3 separate regions of the Mus musculus genome follow, and all the other regions are linked to region 3. The links are chromatin contacts, called in public HiChIP or PLAC-seq maps. All regions are on one chromosome and are shown on one strand. Each heading gives the region's core, a stretch centred on a gene start, on an enhancer-like site or on the middle of the called end of the contact. The rest is flanking DNA. Distances are from core to core; before and after follow the strand shown.

Evidence for each region. HiChIP or PLAC-seq counts read pairs in DNA pulled down with a chosen protein or histone mark.
Region 1: a contact with region 3 is called in an H3K4me3 HiChIP or PLAC-seq map of craniofacial prominence, with 2.1 times the contacts expected there. The contact joins the enhancer-like site here to the promoter of Gsc in region 3. A contact is called at or near these places in 1 of 39 promoter capture datasets (embryonic stem cells), 7 of 484 Hi-C or Micro-C datasets (MC3T3-E1-derived osteoblasts, embryonic stem cells and nephron progenitors), 6 of 115 datasets of contacts at active chromatin or transcription factors (craniofacial prominence, embryonic forebrain and embryonic stem cells) and 2 of 9 other capture datasets (adipose tissue and embryonic stem cells).
Region 2: an H3K4me3 HiChIP or PLAC-seq map of craniofacial prominence shows a contact between it and region 3, with 5 times the contacts expected there. The contact joins the enhancer-like site here to the promoter of Gsc in region 3. A contact is called at or near these places in 7 of 39 promoter capture datasets (the 3T3-L1 cell line, 3T3-L1-derived adipocytes, cranial neural crest and 4 more), 2 of 484 Hi-C or Micro-C datasets (germline stem cells and nephron progenitors), 7 of 115 datasets of contacts at active chromatin or transcription factors (craniofacial prominence, embryonic forebrain, embryonic limb bud and 2 more) and 2 of 9 other capture datasets (embryonic stem cells and liver).

What each region holds. Positions count from the first base shown.
Region 1 is chr12:104,544,881-104,547,599 of GRCm38.p6, reverse strand. No RefSeq gene overlaps it. Among named protein-coding and RNA genes, the nearest start is that of Gm10000, 73 kb to the right of the region's middle. Within about 2 kb of position 1,414, at least 14 of the 459 cell types and tissues checked have an H3K27ac peak or open chromatin away from gene starts, as enhancers often do. A contact at or near this core is called in craniofacial prominence, where this site is marked.
Region 2 is chr12:104,582,572-104,585,432 of GRCm38.p6, reverse strand. No RefSeq gene overlaps it. Among named protein-coding and RNA genes, the nearest start is that of Gm31573, 79 kb to the left of the region's middle. Within about 2 kb of position 1,437, at least 5 of the 459 cell types and tissues checked have an H3K27ac peak or open chromatin away from gene starts, as enhancers often do.
Region 3 is chr12:104,471,360-104,474,517 of GRCm38.p6, reverse strand. Gsc (goosecoid homeobox) reads left to right here and starts at 1,282. Exons shown (of 3, transcript NM_010351.1): 1 at 1,282-1,757; 2 at 2,266-2,525; 3 at 2,872-3,158. The coding sequence starts at 1,403. The coding sequence ends at 3,027. Gm10000 (a long non-coding RNA gene) reads right to left here and starts at 988. Exons shown (of 6, transcript XR_381874.2): 1 at 1-988.

The sequences.
Region 1 (2,719 bases), core at 165-2,664, 73 kb before region 3:
TAGCACCTGCTGTTTACTTGGTACCCTGCACTGAGTGCGATGAGACACCCTCCCTCTAGGGATAGGAGTCAGAGCCGAGCAGGCTTGGGGGCTATATTGCTGGTTTGCAGGATTTTGCCTAACTTATGCACTCAAAAAACAGTTTGAAGAATGCTGAAAATATCAGGATCAAAATGTGTCAAGTGCCAGTGATTTGGCCTCTGACCTCTTCGGGAGGCATCTCTGCAGGTTCGTAGGGCAACTTTAGCTTGAAGTATCAGGCATCACTTGCTTGGGAAGCTGGAGGCTGTAACTCAAAGATCACAAAGATCACGGGTTTGGTAGGATTGGTTCTCCCGGGTTTAATTCGAGGCCTGTAGAGGGTGCTTCCCCCTCTGTGTTCACATCCACGTCCCTCTGTGTATCTATGCCCTAGCTCCTTCTAAGGACAACACTCTCATTGAGTCAGGATCCAACTCCATGACCCCATTTAACCTTAATTGCACCTTTTAGGTCCTGACCCCAATGAAGGTCACATGTGGGAAAGAAGGGTATAGCTCCGTCGGTCATCATGGCCTTAAGGGTACCACCCACCTGGACTCAGAGTTTGGCTCCCTACTCAGAGTAGTAGCCACTTGAGTGAATCATTGGGCTCAGATCCTGAGCGCCTAACACCCGTCCCCTTCTCCAAATGGCAGAATCAACCGCCCTGCGAATTCTAAGACTCGCAGTGTCATCTAAAATTATTTCTGGGCTGGGGCATCCTGGTGAGTGGGTGTGGGTAGGGTCCTAGCCTGGCTGGAGCACAGGATGCCCACCAGTGAACTTGTGAAGGTCAGGCTCGAAGGTGAGCTAGGCTGAGCAGAGCTTAGGGACATTTGCAGTGCAGAAAGGTGGAGAAGGAGCTGAGCAAGGAAGCCAGGCAGGGCAAACTGCAGAAGAGGGGAACATCCTGCAGAGAGTGGCTTCCATGGGAAGGATTGGCACAATGGGGTCGCCAAAAGTAGGCAATGGGATGCTTTATAGAGGTGACCTGAAGGGGGCAGTGTAGGGCTAAAACCTTCTCTTAACTATTTACCATGTCCTGTGGCATGCAAGGCTTCACTACCCTGGACAATGGTACCCTTTCCTCAATGCAAGTGGAGCTTATGAAGGGTCCTGAAGGACTCCCGGAGGCCTTGATGGGGGAGCGGAGAGGTGCAAGCTAATCCCAGCCTCCAGCCAACCTCCACATCCACAAGCCTCCCTTGTCCACCCAGCTTGGCCTTCCTCTCCAGCGGGCACATCCCACCGCTGTGGCTGCGTCAGGAATTACCTCTCTTTTGGGCCAAAGACAAAAAAGAATGCAGGCTGCTTTCCAGGCTTATTAAATTACATATGGCGTATTCTTCCCGAGCGCGTCCCGTCTTAGTGGAGCTTAGAGCTGCACTCAGGCCAGCCGGGCTCCGGTTACCTGTAATGAGTGCAGCGATCCGGGGCTTAGCGATAATTCTGCGCTGATTCTCTGTGCTCTGGAGCCCTGTTGGCCAACTCGGCCCACAATGAAGATCAACACAAGGCCCCTTCCACCCAATGTCACTGTGCGATCCTTGGTCCTCACGGGACCAACACCACCCTTCTCTCCTACTTAAGAGTGGCTGAATGCCCTCAGGACAGATTAGACAACCGTTTACACCCCCTTGGGGAAGAAGGAAAGTTGGAGCAAGAAATAAAAACCCAAGCCCCCCTCCAAAAAAAAAAAGTAGCTAATTCCATCCTGTCAGCAGTGGATATTAAAGCTACAATAGTACTACTGTTGAGTTTTAATTTAATTTTCAGAAAGGTAAGCAAAGCCCCCAGTGCAGGCTATAGAGGAGGTGCTGGACCCTTTCCCCCCCTGCAGGCAGTCTGGAGTTTTCCTGGGGCCTGGGAAGATTCCCAGCCTCAAAGAAAAAAAGAGTCTAGCTCAGTCACAGCTGTATTACTGAGCATCTACTTTGCGTCTGACCTTTGCCATAGCCTGCAAGCCTTGTAGTGCCTCTGAGGCAAATGTGGTCATCTCTGTTTCATGGAAGGAGAAACTGAAGGTTAGAAAGGCGGTGTGATTTTGCCGAGGGTGCTCAGGCAACAAAGAGGCCAAGCTAAGACCGGGCCTCCACCCTTCCTGGCTCTGTGGGTTTTCCAGTCATGAACCAAGTTCTCTGCTGCTGCTCAAATCCTGGCGACTGGAAGGTACCTCACTGACTGTGCCCCACCGTGATCCTCTAAAGCAGCTAGTGATGTTTCTTAGCTGTCAAATGGTGCTCACATCCTAGCTCCATTGGGAGCCCTGCCTTCTCCTCCTGGAACTGCATTCCTCTGTATTTGTGGGACCCCTCTTCCCTAGTGCTGGGATTAGGGTTCTGTATAGGTTACCCAAAAGCTAACTATCATTGTATGCCCAGCCTAGAGCTAGGCAGGGAGGAGGCAAGTACCCACCACTCCCCTGGGAGTCTCTCTACTCCCCATATTCCCAAGATCCTTCAGGAGAAACAGAAAGGACAGCCAGAGTGAAGTGGAGGCAGAGAAGGCTTCCCAGCATCAGCCAGCACTAGGGGCCACACCAACTCCCCTCACTGACAAAGGCTACCATGGCAAGTAGCCTGTGAGGCCAGCTGGAGGTGCCCACTAGCAGGAAGAACAGACAGAGGACACCAGGGACCTGGGAACATGTTTCCTCTAGGTGGCTCTTCAGCATTTTCAGGATCCCTGGGACATTAAG
Region 2 (2,861 bases), core at 188-2,687, 110 kb before region 3:
AAACTCATAATATAGTTTAAGTTTGAATATTTTATTGCTATCTCAAACCTAGTTTCAAACAAGCTTAATTTCTCGGCCTTAATTGATGCATATTTAGTTAGTTTGTTAGTTATTAGTTAGTTATAGATAGCAGAAATATGGCCTTCATGACTAATATTGCTTGCAATTGGGGGAATTGCCGAGTTTGACAATTTCTCCCAACTATGAAACAGCAGGCTATCACTGGATTCCTGAAGCAGGAGTCGCATCTTCAGCACGGTTACCACGTCCTTTGCAGCTGGGGTACAGAGCTCTATCCCTGTCTAAGGCTGCCAGGCTTAGGGGATATATGGAAAGGACTCTCCAGACAGCTTCATTCATTCACAGAGAAGCGCCAAAGCACGCTCGCATAAGACTTGGCTAACATGTTTGACTGTGCTTGGCAGCACTTACGGGAGGATTCACACTCGTGCCTGTGCCTCAGGAAGACTTGATCCTCTGGTCTGCCTCCTAGTCTCAGCTTGTCCTAGACCCCACTGGGGACACTGTAGGAGCCAAGGGGAGCACTGTACCGAGGGTGTGAGCCTGGGCTTCTCTTCCTTCTGCCCCTGCTTCTGAGGCCTTGAGCGATGTGCCTCCCAGGCCTTAGGTGGACTCAGCTCTCATCAGAGGAAGTCAGAGCAGGCTGAGCCTGTGAGCTTGGCTTTTTGTTTAGAAAAGAAAAGGAGAAAACATATATCAAATGTCCTACAGATGTGTCAGAGAGGAAAATATTTTGGAGCTGGAGAGGAAAACAATTGCGAGTAATTATCGGGAGGTATGGAAGACTGCCTGGAGAGGGCGAATGAGCATGCGCGGCTGGTCACCATGCCGGCTCCTCCCCCACGGTCCGGCGTAGTTTAAATATTTGTTCACTATTTATTTTGAATGGATTCCTTTAGCATATTAGTGGGTCCTCTTGATTGTAAAAATAATAAACCAAGTAACTTCATAATCAAGAGAGGTCCTTAAAGATTTGAAAAGGGCTTGTCTCCATCCTCTGGTGCTTTGACAAGCCAGAGCGGTACGTGTTCTTCCTGGTAAACTTTCCGCACTTCCCTCGTGTGCGCGGCCTCCCACCTACCTGCCTTGCAAATAGCCTTTGACAGTGTGTCTGAGAAGAGTTTAGAAATTCTTGTCTAAACTCTGTGTTCGTTCAGCGCTTTGAAGTTGCGGGACCAGAAGACGCCAACTCACTGAAGAGGATGAGGAAAATTTCAATGCTGTGCTTAGGCCTCAGGGACACGGGATCGGCATCTCTGGTCGAGCGGCGGGTGGTCTCATAGGTGACCCAGCTCCTGAGCGGGATCAGGTCTCTCTGCCTCTCCTCTAGCGCTGCAGGCTAAACAGCTGAGCGCACACTCTTCCTTACTAAGAGATGGCTGATGGACTTGACACTCGCCAGCCAATAGCCTCACAGAGAGCTGTACCTTGTCCAGTCGGCTGAGGCCCAGTGGCCTCAGATTCTGTGCCTCAGAGGTGCCTGGGACCAATCAGTCAGTGCAGGGGAGAGTCACTGGTAAGCATCTGCCTATGAGGTAGGACACTGTCCAGTCAGCCAAGGGCAAAGTGGACACTGGGAATGCCTCTGAAGTGGATCGGGAGATGGCAGAGACACCCTTCTCAGCCATTTAGAAAGGACTGTTGGGTATGGAGGTGCACGCCTTTAATCCCAGCCCTCAGGAGGCAGAGAAAGGTGGATCTCTGTTAGTTCGAGGCCAGCCTACCTGGTCTACAAAGCTAATTCAGGACAGCCAAGGCTACGATACACAGAGAAACCCTATCTTCAAACAAACAAACAAACAAACTCATCATCGGGCTGGTGAGATGGCTCAGCTGTTAAGAGCACTGACTGCTCTTCCAAAGGTCCTGAGTTCAATTCCCAGCAACCACATGGTGGCTCACAACCATATGTAATGGGATCCGATGCCCTCTTCTGGTGTGACTGAAGACAGCTATAGTGTACTCATAAAATAAATAAATCTTAAAAAAAACATTATCAACAACAACAACAACAAAAAAAAAAACAACAACAACAACAACAACAAAAAAAAAACAAAGAGAAAGGCAGGAAGGAAGAAAGGAAGATAGATACATCCCGCCTTCTCTTCACCTTTCCCGAGAGGAGGCAGCATTGAGAAGAATTGGGGGTGCTTGGGGGGTGGGGAAGGGTGGTTTTTAAACTCTTCGTTTATTTGTTTGGGTTATTTTGAGACACGCTTGCTATGATCAAGCTGTTCTTGGACTCATATAGCCCAGGCTAGCAAGCTCACACCAACCATCTTGCTTCAGTCTCAGGGGTCCTGGCATTACAGGTGTGTGCCACTGCCCTGGACTCTCACTGAGTTCTCAGATCGTCCATCTCACCGTGGTGGGTTCCATCCCACCGTGGTGGGCTCTCCATGCTTTCTCTCCCTTAGCTCTGCACATCCTCTCTTTACCCCTACTCCATGGTTTCTGGGGAGGCTGGCTCGCTGGTCCCCACATAATACGCCATTCAGCACTTTGGGACTTTCTTCATTAGGGGTTTAGTAACACCCTCCTGGCTGTCCCTTTGCTCAGGTTTCTAAAGTGTGGGTCGCTCCAGATGGCTGTGTCCTTTGTGAATAAGATGCCACTTGCTGCTTGTGAGGTCCTCGTAGGTTGTCAGGAAGTGACTGAGCTAGCCTGACCAGCGGCACAAGGCATGTCGGGAAGGTGTGCTAGCCCTCCGAGCTCAAGGTGGGATCTCCACAGCTGAAGGGCACGGATGGGAACCTTATGCAGATCAAGGAGGGAAGCAAGGAGCTCCAAGGGAAGAGAGAGGAGAGGCGCAGAAGAAATACAGCTTTAGCTGCAGACAC
Region 3 (3,158 bases), core at 33-2,532:
CGTGCCTCACGGAGAATCCCGCAAATCATCACGGCCGCCCGCAGTGGCCCGACTTTTGTCCAGGCCGCTGGGGTCCCCCGGAGGCCAGCGCGGGCCTGGAAGGACAGCTAGAGGCCTTTCGGAGAGCTCGCTGATTGAGAGAGGGACGCCACTCAATATGTTGAGAAAGGAGACAGGCAGTCCCGGTAGATCCCACGAGAATTAAAGCCAAAAAAATTTTTTTTGGGGGGGGGGAAGGCACCCCTTCTCCCAGACTAATAATCAAAAATACACAGAACCTATCGGCACCCACGCGGGAAGCCTCTGGAAGCATCGCTTCAGAGCGCTCCTCTGGGTGGTGAATTTTAAAGACTGGCTGAATTTGCTCTTCACTGGTGTGTTAGGAGCTAGGGAGAGTCAGGGTAGTTTTCAGACCCAGAGTGACCGCTTTAAGAAGAAGAAGAAGAAAAAAGACAACTTGTACGAAGGCGGACGCGTTTCTACTTTCATGGTTTTTGCTCTGAGAAAATTTGGCTTTCGCAAAAACAAAAGATTTTGGGAAAGAGACGGAGGGGGGGGTGGAGAAGTGAAATTAGGCAGTGAGTTCACGGGGTAGGGGGTTGGCTGCGGGGGGGGGGCACTTTCAGTCTTAGTTGAGGGAGGACACAGCCACCCTCATTTCTTAAAAGCAAACAGATTCCGAAAGAGAGTAAAAAGTAGTCCTAAAGTAAAATTAGCCACAATGAATTTGAGCTACAACCATAGGAAATCGCACCCCATAATAGAGAGAAAAGGGTCGGGGCGGAGAGGTCGGCGGCGGAGTTGTTAACGGCGGCAGGACAATAGTATTAATAAGATTAACCTGGGCAATTAGGCCGCCCGCCCAGCAAGGCCGGGGCCGCGCCGGGGCTGCCGAATGGAAAAGATTAGGTTAATTTCATTAATTCTCAATCCACAATCTTTTTCAGGCCCTGTGGCCCCCCTCCTCTTGGCATCTCTCCCCCTCCCCTGCAAGCGCCCCCCGCCCACCCCCACCTCCCCATTCCACACCACCCAAAGGAAAAGAAAAGGACCAAATCTGGTTCTGTTTGTCATCTGCATATTACCAGGAACTAAATCCAGGATGACGTCGACTCAGTATAAAACCAACAAGAGGTTGAGCCGGTCGGAGCTGCGTCCTACCCGCGGGTTGAGTTCAGCTAGGCGGCGGCGAGGGGAGGAGAGGGCGGGAGGAGGGAGTTCGGACGCAGGGGGCGGGGAGGGGCGCGAGTTGCGCGCTCGCCCGCGCTCTCTTTCGGTTTGCTCGCCCGCGGGAGCAGAGAGTGGGACAATTCCCAACCCCCACCCCAAACAACACCACTTGGAGACTTCTTCTTCTTCGGCGCGTCCCCGCCGCCCCCCGGTCCCGACGCGGGGCTCGGGGATGCCCGCCAGCATGTTCAGCATCGACAACATCCTGGCCGCCCGGCCGCGCTGCAAAGACGCGGTGCTCCCGGTGGCGCCCAGCGCCGCGGCTCCGGTGGTCTTCCCGGCTCTACACGGGGACTCGCTCTACGGCGCCGGCGGCGGCACCTCCTCGGACTACGGCGCCTTCTACCCGCGCCCTGTGGCCCCCGGAGGCGCGGGCCTCCCGGCCGCGGTCGGCAGCTCCCGCCTGGGCTACAACAGCTACTTCTACGGGCAGCTGCACGTGCAGGCGGCGCCCGTGGGCCCGGCTTGCTGCGGGGCTGTGCCGCCGCTGGGCGCCCAGCAGTGCTCCTGCGTCCCGACGCCCCCAGGTAGGGTCGCGATCGCTCGCGAGCCGGCCTTCGCCACTGCGGCAGTCGGTGGCTGCCGGGGCATGGACGCGCGGTTTGCTTGCTTTACTCACCTGGCACCAACTTTCTCCCTTTGCAAGCCTTCCCCGTTCTCCCATTTATTTATTTATCTTTTACTTTTAATTAATTAATATATTTTTGGGTCACCGGGTACGGGGACTTTGCATACGTCTACTGTAAACTTTAGGTTAGAGTTTAAAAAGCCGAGTCACCGGGAGTCTCGGGGCGACTCCACGCGCGCGCGGGAATGAAGTGAGGACGCGGGGAGATTCTAAAGTGCCTGAACTGGCTTTTGGATGTGTGCAGGCAGACGCTCCTTCCACGTCTGGGCATCCCTGGTCTCGGTGCCCCCCAAAGACATAGCGCCCCTTGCAGACTTTTTTTATTTTTAAGTGAGCGAGGGCAGCGAGCGGGTTGGCTTACGGTGCCGAGGGAGGATGACTGACTCCCGTCCCTCTCTCTGTCGCAGGCTACGAGGGCCCCGGTTCTGTACTGGTGTCTCCGGTGCCGCACCAGATGCTGCCCTACATGAACGTGGGCACGCTGTCGCGCACTGAGCTGCAGCTGCTCAACCAGCTGCACTGTCGGCGGAAGCGGCGGCACCGCACCATCTTCACCGATGAGCAGCTCGAAGCCCTGGAGAACCTCTTCCAGGAGACGAAGTACCCAGACGTGGGCACTCGGGAGCAGCTGGCCAGGAAGGTGCACCTTCGGGAGGAGAAGGTGGAGGTAGGCAAGAGCCCCAGCGGGGGTGGGCTGGGGTGGGGGCGTCTAGCGGTCCTTCCCTGCACGCGGCTTTTGCCGGGTCCTCCTTTGGGATGTGGCCACTCTAAGAGCATCCCAGAGGCTGTGGCCTGGAGGCTGCCCGAGGGTACTTTAGGCCCAAGAAGGAAAAGAGGAAGCGTGGAGGGTGCTTCTCCTTTTGTTGGTCTTGAGCACAGCGATTGCCTGCGGATTTCTCCCTGCCAGGCTAAGGTTCCACGGTCAGGCTGTCCCCTGGCCACGCGGGGCCACCCGGTGCCCTGGTGTCGGTGGGCAGCAGCCTTTAGGTCACCACTGTTTGGTTGCGCAACAGGTCTGGTTTAAGAACCGCCGAGCCAAGTGGAGACGACAGAAGCGATCCTCCTCGGAGGAGTCAGAAAACGCCGAGAAGTGGAACAAGACGTCCTCAAAAGCCTCGCCGGAGAAGAGGGAAGAGGAAGGTAAAAGCGATTTGGACTCGGACAGCTGACGGCCGCGGCCGCGGGCCGGCCGGGGCGCTTGCCTGACGCAAGGACTTGCACAGACAGTCGATGCTACTTGCACACACCCTGCCTTGCGGGAGGGGGTCGAGAAAGCAACGAGGAGCTAGCTGTAAATAAT